3 separate regions of the Sus scrofa genome follow, and all the other regions are linked to region 3. Evidence: chromatin contacts called from public HiChIP or PLAC-seq data. All regions are on one chromosome and are shown on one strand. Each heading gives the region's core, a stretch centred on a gene start, on an enhancer-like site or on the middle of the called end of the contact. The rest is flanking DNA. Distances are from core to core; before and after follow the strand shown. Region 1 has its middle 17 kb from the start of UCMA. Region 2 holds the start of MCM10 (protein MCM10 homolog). Region 3 has its middle 110 kb from the start of OPTN.

What was found. HiChIP or PLAC-seq counts read pairs in DNA pulled down with a chosen protein or histone mark.
Region 1: a contact with region 3 is called in an H3K27ac HiChIP or PLAC-seq map of alveolar macrophages. The contact joins two enhancer-like sites. A contact is called at or near these places in 2 of 47 Hi-C or Micro-C datasets (embryonic fibroblasts and liver) and 1 of 2 datasets of contacts at active chromatin or transcription factors (alveolar macrophages).
Region 2: an H3K27ac HiChIP or PLAC-seq map of alveolar macrophages shows a contact between it and region 3. The contact joins the promoter of MCM10 here to the enhancer-like site in region 3. A contact is called at or near these places in 2 of 5 promoter capture datasets (fetal liver and liver), 6 of 47 Hi-C or Micro-C datasets (embryonic fibroblasts, epiblast stem cells, liver and 3 more) and 1 of 2 datasets of contacts at active chromatin or transcription factors (alveolar macrophages).

The regions. Positions count from the first base shown.
Region 1 is chr10:48,441,843-48,444,726 of Sscrofa11.1, forward strand. No RefSeq gene overlaps it. Among named protein-coding and RNA genes, the nearest start is that of UCMA, 17 kb to the right of the region's middle. Within about 2 kb of position 1,364, at least 8 of the 83 cell types and tissues checked have an H3K27ac peak or open chromatin away from gene starts, as enhancers often do. A contact at or near this core is called in alveolar macrophages, where this site is marked.
Region 2 is chr10:48,522,269-48,525,345 of Sscrofa11.1, forward strand. MCM10 (protein MCM10 homolog) reads right to left here and starts at 1,653. Exons shown (of 20, transcript XM_021064865.1): 1 at 1,585-1,653.
Region 3 is chr10:48,678,950-48,682,133 of Sscrofa11.1, forward strand. No RefSeq gene overlaps it. Among named protein-coding and RNA genes, the nearest start is that of OPTN, 110 kb to the left of the region's middle. Within about 2 kb of position 1,447, at least 22 of the 83 cell types and tissues checked have an H3K27ac peak or open chromatin away from gene starts, as enhancers often do. A contact at or near this core is called in alveolar macrophages and embryonic fibroblasts, where this site is marked.

The DNA.
Region 1 (2,884 bases), core at 114-2,613, 240 kb before region 3:
CTTGCACAGAAGACTTCACTCACACAAGCCCACATTCACCCACTTGTTAACACTTGTACTGTTCACACAGACCCTTTTTCATGCGTCCCCTCCACAGAGAAACCCAGACACCAGCCAACACTCACACCGCACGCTGGCATTCCAGTCCCTGTCCTCTCGCATTTGTCTGCACCCACTTCCTGCTTCTCTCGGCTTTCTTTCAAGTTCCCCACACATATCACCTTCAACAGGTTTTTAACTGAGTGACCATGATGGGATGGGCACTGTCATGACGCCTAGGAGCTCTTAAGGAGCTCAGAGTCCCCTGGAGAAGGTGGCCGGGGAGGGAGGAAAACCATGTAAAAATCTAAAGGCATGGGATGAGGCTAGTCTTAAAACTGAGGTGAGGCATGAGGAAAAGCAGGCACAGGGGAGAGAAGGAAAAACGGGGAAAGAGGAAGGGAAGGTCTCTCCTGGAGATGTCAAGAAAGGGAGGCATTAAAAAGGAGGAGCTTGAGACTAGCCCCCCCTTTTTTTTTTTTTTTTTTTTGCTTTTTAGGTCTGCACCTGCAGCATATGGAGGTTCCTAGGCTAGCGGTCAAATTGGAGCTGTAGCTGCCGGCCTACATCACAGCCACAGCCCTGCAAGATCTGAGCCGAGTCTGTGACCTACACCACAGCTCACGGCAACACCGGACCCTTAACTCACTTATTGAGGCCAGGGATCGAACCCACATCCTCAAGGATACTAGTCAGAGTTGTTTCCTCTGTGCCATGACGGGAATTCCCGAGACTAGTTCTGAAGAATTAGAAAGTCTCTGCCAGGAGGACAAGGAGAAGGTTGTTCACCAAAGAGAAAATGTGACATATAACTCAGAAAACTTTTGAAGAACTTCAAAGAGTGACAGTGCTGTAATAAAATCCTTTGACGCACCTGTTTATGAGAAAAAGCACTGTCATTAAAATTGTTGCAGCAACTGTGGCAGCAGGACACAAAGGGCACTCGGAGATGCAGAATAGCCAGGTTTATTTAGGACCTGTGCGAGCTCAGAGGAGTTGCCTCTAGAGTCTGAGCACCAGGTCTTTGTTCTGGTGCTTTTATACAACACAGACCTCCCGGTCTTAAGGTTTTTCCCTACTGTTCAAGCAGTCCCGGCTTTCCCCCATGCCAGACAGAGTTCCTGCCTAAGAAAGGGAGCAAACAAGACGACAAAAGCAAAACTGACAAGCAGTGCTTGGTGCAGGGTTAGCAGGGCTGCTGGCAAGGACATTAGGTACACAGTTGCTACAAGTTTACAGGAAGGGTGGTATGTGGGGAGCAAAGCTGCTGACAGGCGGGTGGTTGCCTCCTCAGGCAGGGGTGGCGTCGGGGGAGGGGTGTTTCTTTAGTTAAAACTCTTACTTCAAAATGAAAAAAAATAGGAAGACTATTGCTCAATCTTGTCTCAATCTAGCAGTAAGAGTCATCCACATGCATGTGATCTAATTTGCAAAGAACGATTACAATTCAGGAAAGATTTAGTAATTAACATCTGTAAAGACACCATTTGTTGTTTACCATAGAATAGATAATAATTATGTTTTTTGACCAGTTATGTGCTATTATTAATTTTAACAACAACTCAATCCTGGAAAAAAATTTAACACCAGGGACTATGATTTCAGACAAAAAAAAAAACATACTGGCAGAAACGCAAGATAGTGATAAATGACAGACTTACAAGCTTAAAGACATACTGTATTAGGAAACTACCTTGTGAAGAGGTGGAAAGAAAAGGCCCTGGGGAGTTCCCATCGTGGCTTAGTGGTTAACGAATCCGACTAGGAACCATGAGGTTGAGGGTTCAATCCCTGACCTTGCTCAGCGGGTTAAGGATCCCGCATTGCCGTGAGCTGTGGTGTAGGTCGCAGATGAGGCTCGGATCCTGCGTTGCTGTGGCTGTGGTGTAGGCCGGTGGCTACAGCTCCGATTGGACCCCTAGCCTGGAAACCTCCATATACCATGGTGAAATGGAGTTTTAACTAAAGAACAAACCCCCCTTGGCTAAGAAGGCAGCTGCAAGCCCTTCCAGCTGTGCTCATCACTATGCCACCCTTCTTGTAATAATGTCACAACTGTGTGCCCTCTGTCCAAGCCAGCAGCCCTGCTAATCAGGTACCCAGCATTGCTTATCAGTTCTGCTTCTGTAACCTTGCTTGCTCAGTTTCTTAGGGAGGAACACTGTCTGCTTGGGGATGGGGGGAGGTCCCGGATGCTTACATGGGAAAAACAAGACCTTGTAGTGTATAAAAGTTACTGAGAACAAAGACCTGGTGCTCAGACTCTGGAGGTGACTCCTCTGAGGCCGCACTGGTGCTGAATAAACCTTGGTTTTCCATATCTCCGAGTGCTGTTTGTCTCCTTCCACTGCCACCGTTTTTGCAGTTTCCGCAACAATGGGAGCGGCCCCAGAAAAGGCAAAAAGACAACAACAAAAAAAGACACTAGGACTTTGGCACTTGCTATTTCATCCCAGGGGACTGGAAATAAGAATTCAAAGGGCAAAAGGAAAATATATCAAAGAAGCGCATTCTTAAATGCTCCATTAAAGAAGAGCCTTTGTTGGAGGCTTGCCAGATATAAATGTATACAGGCCACAGTGAATCAAAGAAACTAGATAGTACTTGAAGAATGACTGCTAATCTAGGCTTGCAAAATATCTAAGACTTTCCCAAACCCCTGGGGGAAAGGGAGTGAGATGGGAAATGTCCATCCTAGGAGTGGCTTCTTGAAAGCAAGTTGCCAAATACTCCAGATGTTGTCATTGACATTCTTGTTCTCGTGACCAGAACCTAAAGGGAGCTGGAGGAAAGGGTGTAATAGCCTTAAGCATAAACAATATAATCTTTCTCTGGAGGGTTAATC
Region 2 (3,077 bases), core at 403-2,902, 160 kb before region 3:
TTTTTTCATTTAAAATGACTTTTAAAACTGCAAGAGGGAGTTCCCGCCATGGCTCAGTGGAAATGAATCTGACTGGTATCCATGAAGATTTAGGTTCAATCCCTGGCCTCATTCAGTGGGATAAGGATCTGGCACTGCCATGAGCTGTGGTGTAGGTTGCAGATGTGGCTCGGATCTGGCATTGGCTGTGGTTGTGGTGTAGGCCAGCAGCTCGGATTCAACTCCTAGCCTGGGAACTTCCATATACCACAGGTGCAGCCCTAAAAAGACGTGTGTGTGTGTCCTTGGTAAGTCCACTATCAAGTGTTAATTATGGTGCTTTCTTTTCACTTATTCAACAAATATTTCCACGGACCCCTCATGTGCCCTGAGCTGTGCTGTCTACTAGGGATTCTGCTGGATTGTGAGCTTCTTGAGGGTTTGGTAGGAGTAGACTGTCTTGTTCATTTCTATAACTAATCCCTTTTCCCACCAGACAAACCCATGCACTGTTCCTCACCTCACATCTAGGCCCATATGACATGTTATGGGTTCTATCTCCAAAATATTGCTCACATCTCCTACTTCTCCCCACTTTCACTGCCAAAAGCCTAGCCCAAGCCACCATCAATCTTTTGCCTAGACTACTGTATTAACTACCTGTATTGGTCTCTCTGCCCCTCTGTAATCTATCCTCTATACAACATCTACAGTTAATTTTTTCTTTCCTTAGCAATCTTTAAGGAACATAAGCCAGATCGTGGTAGTCCCTTCATATGATTTCTTTAACGATTTTCCCACTGCCCTGAAAAGAAAATTTACGGAGCCTATGAGGCAATGGATAGGCTCTCTCCTGCCTAGTTCTACTTCCTCATTTTTTCCAGGGGTCATTCCCCCAACTCTACCCATGTCCCAAAAGACATTCCACCCAGATTAGTCTGCTTTCAATTTCTCCAACTCAGCGGTGCTTTCAGACCTCAGGTTCTTTGCAAAGCTCTCCTCCAGCAACTTCTCATCCCTCAAGCTCTGCTTAACTATCAATTTTTCTCAGCTTTTCCAGGCCACCCTATCTGACCAGGCCCCTGACATCCTCTCCCCTCATCCTACAATTCCACTGTTTGTTAGCTGTTTGTTAGCTGTTATCTTCTTTAAGAAGTGATGGGTATTTGTAGCGCTGCACATGGCACGCATTCATTAACTGTTAGCAAATCATCAATTAAGCAAATGAACGAGTGAATAAGAGAAAGCCCAACCGCCACGCATTTAGCAAGAGTTTAAAAGGTTGCCTCTAAAAAAGAAAAATTGGACCCTTAAACAGCATGGCGGCCGGACGCCTGTACCTCAAGATGCATTTCGCAAGTCCACGCAATCCCCCAACCCCCTCATTTTTCGCGGCTCCAAACCCAGCGCCCACTGCGCCTCCCAGCCCGCGCCAGCCCCGCGCTCTGCCCAGGCCGCCCCCGCGCTTACCCAATTCCAGTCTCGCCCACCTGGGCGCCCCTAAGACTCCGGGCCTTCCGCCTTCGGAGCTTGCTAAACTCTCCTACTGAGGCGCGTGGCTAACCCTTCAACCCGCCCCTCAACCTATGGACGCCAGCTTCTTACCAGGCTCCGCACTCTTCCCTTTCTACAACCAGACCCGCCAAAATTCCAACTAGCCACCGCCCCGCCTCTGACGTCAGACGCACGCCAAGCTCAGAGCTGTACTGATTGGCTACTTCAGAGAACTGGGCGGAAACGACAGGGTGGGGATGGAGGGGGGGTGGTGCCTTACGTACAGCAATCTGATTGGCTCATGTGACCGGCGCCCTCTTTGTTGGGGGCAAAGGAACTTCCGGTCGGTGCGGCACTGGGCTTCTTCAGGTGAGTGTTCCTGCGTCCTTGCTGGAGCCAGGAAGTTGAAATATCCCCGTACGGTATTTTCACAGGTGTCAGTTCCTGACACTTTCCGGAACTGAGTGTGTCATGTGGTTCTGATCCTCTCTTTCTCTTCCTGTGAGGTAGCTGGTAACGCTTGATGCGAACAACTCTGTATGCTGACGCCCAAACCACAGAACCCATTACAAACCTACCCCTGTCCTCACAGAGTTCCCGCGGCTGGACCAATTGTGTAGAGATCTGAACAAGCCGGTTGACTATTTTACTTAGTAGATTAGTTTATAGCCCAGTGTTCAATTGAAATAGTTGGGAGTCAAAACCAGAAATCTGGTCTCCTTTTGCCTCTGATTGGCCTTGGGCACTAACATCTTCACCGTCTATAAAATGAGAAGGAAAGGCTGGATGACATTCTTTGGCACAGTAGAAACCATCGTTTCCAGAGGAGTCCGTGGTCCATAGACTTTGAGAATTCGTCGGAGTTGGGAATAACTGCTGCTTCTTCCCACCAAAATATCAGCATCTGGAGACAAAGAAACCGTGTCTTTTCATCTTCCCCTTCCTCTGTCTTCTCTCTTGGTGCTGGTGCCTGGCACACAGTAAATGCTTAAGAAAGAAAAAATCGAACAGAGTATTTACTCCTTAACAAGTCAGCTTTGGGGGGCTCGATTTCTTCATCTGTAAAGTGCTGATAATAGCAATACCTGGATTGGAGGGTTTTAGGAAAGATCAAGTGAGTTATTGACCATAATCACTTCGTGCCTCAGGTGCACAAGGTTGGACAAAGAGGAGGTCCATGTTCTAGAAATTTATTAGGTCTAATTTTGGAGATGTGACATGCATAAAAGATAACATAAGGTGACTACTGAGGAGCACCAGTCTTGCTGGAGAGAAGGTAAAAAGAGGAGCAAATGTTAAAATAAAAATTTTAAAAAAGCAGGTAAAGCAAATTATGTGGCAGATAAATATTTTATTCTGTAAGCAGTAAAAAGATCATGTTTGAGCAAGTGGGAAAGGAAGGTGCAGCTAGGTGCTTACACTATGTTAAGATTTTTAACTGTCGCATATGAACTGTGCAACTTCTGCTAAGTTACTTAACCTCTCTGAGCCTCAACTTATCTGCAAAACAAGGATAGTTGTAGTGATTTCATAGGATATTTTGAGGATTCATGAGGAAAACTTGAATATGTGCAGAGTATGCCCAACACATGTAAGTATTAAAT
Region 3 (3,184 bases), core at 197-2,696:
GAAAATTGGGGTCTTTTGGGAACTGCTTATACCTGGATTATAGTTAAATATTTGTGTAACAGGATTTAGTGAGGTACAGGGGCTTTGGCAGTAAGGACGAAGAAGGAGGTCGGGAGAAGGTCCACCCTGTGATGACACTACACTGCCTTCAATCTTGTAAGTTTCCCACTTGGATTTGGTCAGGTCCCCCATTATAAGCACTCCAACAATAGACTTCTTCCATTTGGAGCTACATATTTTTGCCCTGCAACTTTTTCAGTTACAGCAGTGTTTAGAGGCCAAGAATTTAGACAAATTAGACTTGAAATCAGACTTTCAAATTGTTGTACAACAAAATTAAGGGAGTTCCCTTAGTGGCTCAGCAGTTAACAAGGCCAAAGGGGCAGCTGGAAGAGAAAAGAGAAATCTGAGATACTTTCTTGAAAATAAATCGGGGAGTTCCCGTGGTGGTGCAGTGGTTAACGAACCCGACTAGGAACCATTAGGTTGCAGGTTCGATCCCTGCCCTTGCTCAGTGGGTTAGGGATCCGGTGTTGCCGTGAGCTGTGGTGTAGGTCGCAGACGCAGCTAGGATCCCGCGTTGCTGTGGCTCTGGCGTAGGCTGGCGGCTACCGCTCCGATTCGACCCCTAGCCTGGGAACCTCCATATGCCGCGGGAGCGGCCCAAGAAATGGCAAAAAAGAAAAAAAAAAAAAAAAGAAAGAAAGAAAAGAAATCGACCACTGTGAAGGTGCTCTGCAGGATAGCAGATGACAGGGACATCTCATGTCAAGGATGAAACTCCATGTGTGAGAATAGAACTTTCCAGAGATATGAATCAGAGCCAGAGGACAGACTGACTTCAAACACAAAATAAAACCCCAGCGGTGTTAACATTATTGTCGGCATTGCTGATTCTGGATCAAATCCAGCTTGTGACATGTCCCCTGAGACACGGACCAGCCCAACAAAAGAAAACACCTGGGCTGGTTATCCAGCAATGCCTACTTCTCTCGGCTGTTCCTCGTTTATTCAACCTGGCTGCTGGGATACAGTAAAACAGAGCTGCATTCCTGCAGCTAGATACTGGTAAAATCTAACTGCATCGCGGTGGCTGGGAAGTAAGAAAACATAACGAATCAGAATTCGTTTTTTTCCCCCAAGTTGCAGTTGCGACCTATGGTGCCAGACCATTTCACCTACTGTGCCTGCTGTGGATCAAACCTATCTCCTGGAGCTGCTGAGGCACTGCCACAGAGGAAACTACCCACTGTCATATATATTTTTTTTTCAGTCACTTTTGATGGAGTGTTACATAACCCTCTCCCAATCTGTTTTGATGGAAAAACTCACTGCCCTCTGCAGCTCGGTCACGATATAGACACTCAGCCCTCTCTCGGTCCGTTATGATGGAGCAATAACCAGCCGTCTGGTCTGTTTTGATGGATTGACTCATATCAAGCTCCTGGCTGGCCTGAATGCAGTGAAACACTGCCCTCTGCCGGCGAGGATAGTGCAATACACAGCTCTCTCCAAGCCAGGTGGGTTTGTTGTTGTTGTTGTTGTTTGTTTTTGTCTTTCTAGGGCCGCACCTGCTGCATACGGCAGTTCCCAGATCAGGGGTTAAATCCGAGCTGCAGCTGCCAGCCTACACCACAGCCATAGCAACACCAGATCCAAGCCACGTCTGCGACCTACACCACAGCCCCAACTCACTGAGCAGGGCCAGCGATGGAACCGCGTCCTTACGAATACTAGCCGGGGTTCGTTACCACAGAGCCACAAACGGTAACTCGTCCAGGGCAGTTTTGATGGAGACACAGATCTTCACCGCCAGCCGGGATGGAGCTACACACTGCCCTCTGCTGGAGAATCTGGATGACCCAAAGAACAGTCTCCTCTCGAAGAGACAGGATGGAGCAGCATGCAGCAGTCGTCTCCCGACCTGTTTTAATGGAGCAACACACCGCCCTCTGCTGGCCAAACTGGATGGCGCAACAGTTCTCTTGAAGCGGACTTTCTCCCATAAATCCCATATTTTATATAAAATATTAAATTTTCTCTTGTTAAATTTTTATAAAAATTCCAAATATACCCAAAAATAGAGTATGACAAACCCCCAGATACCAATTATTCAGCTTCAATAACCATCAATATTTTGCCATACTTGTTTCATCAATAGTTTTGTTTTTGTTGTCTTTTTGCCTTTTCTAGGGCCGCACCCGAGGCATATGGAGATTCCCAGGCTAGGAGTCGAATGGGAGCTGTAGCTGCCAAGCCTACGCCAGAGCCATAGCAATGCTGGATCCAAGCCGCATCTGCAACCTACACCACAGCTCACCTCAATGCCAGATCCTTAACCCACTGAGCAAGGCCAGGGATCCAACACGCAACCTCATGGTTCTTAGTCGGATTCGTTAACCACTGAGCCAGACGGGAACTCCAATAGTTTTTTTTTTTTTAAGTGAGGATATATTAAAGCAAATCCAAGTTTTAAGTCCTGATGTCACTAAGTACTTCATTAGGCACCTAAAAAGAAGAAATTATTCTATCACATAACCATAATGCCATTAACATACCCAACAAAATTATGAAATCCAACTTCATAAAATTTCTTCAAATACCTAAAACAATCTTTCTTACTATAGGTTTATTTGAAACACTGTATAAAGTTTTTACATGACTTAGATCTGTTTCGTATTTCTTTCACACTAGAATATTCCCCACCCTCTTCCCTTTTTTCTTCCCATGCCATTGGGTAGTCAGGAAAAATCGAGTCTGGAGTCCTGAAGAATTTGCCACACTCCGAATTTGGCTGCAAAGCCATTTCTTAAGCTGTGAACCCAATGGCCAGGATTTCCAGAGGAGCAACCTTTGATCTAGTGGAGCACCCTGTGCTGCCTCACTGGTGCAATGGGCAGGCTTGTAACTGTGTCCACACTCCTCTACTCCTCCCTGGGATCCAGGAGGAAGAAAGTAACCAGCCACTCAGAACCCCAAGAAATAGATTTTCTCCAGGGGAAATACCTTTTCTCTCTAACGGATTTCCAAAAAGAGCTGGAAAGGAGAGCAGTCCTCCCATGATCCAGGTAGAGAAAGAGTAGCCTGGGGCTGTGTAGGAGCTCTGCTGGGAGAGAACAAAAGTTGATTGTCTACAGAAAAAAAAAAAAAAAAGTGTTCCACAAGAGGAAGCTCCCATCACAGA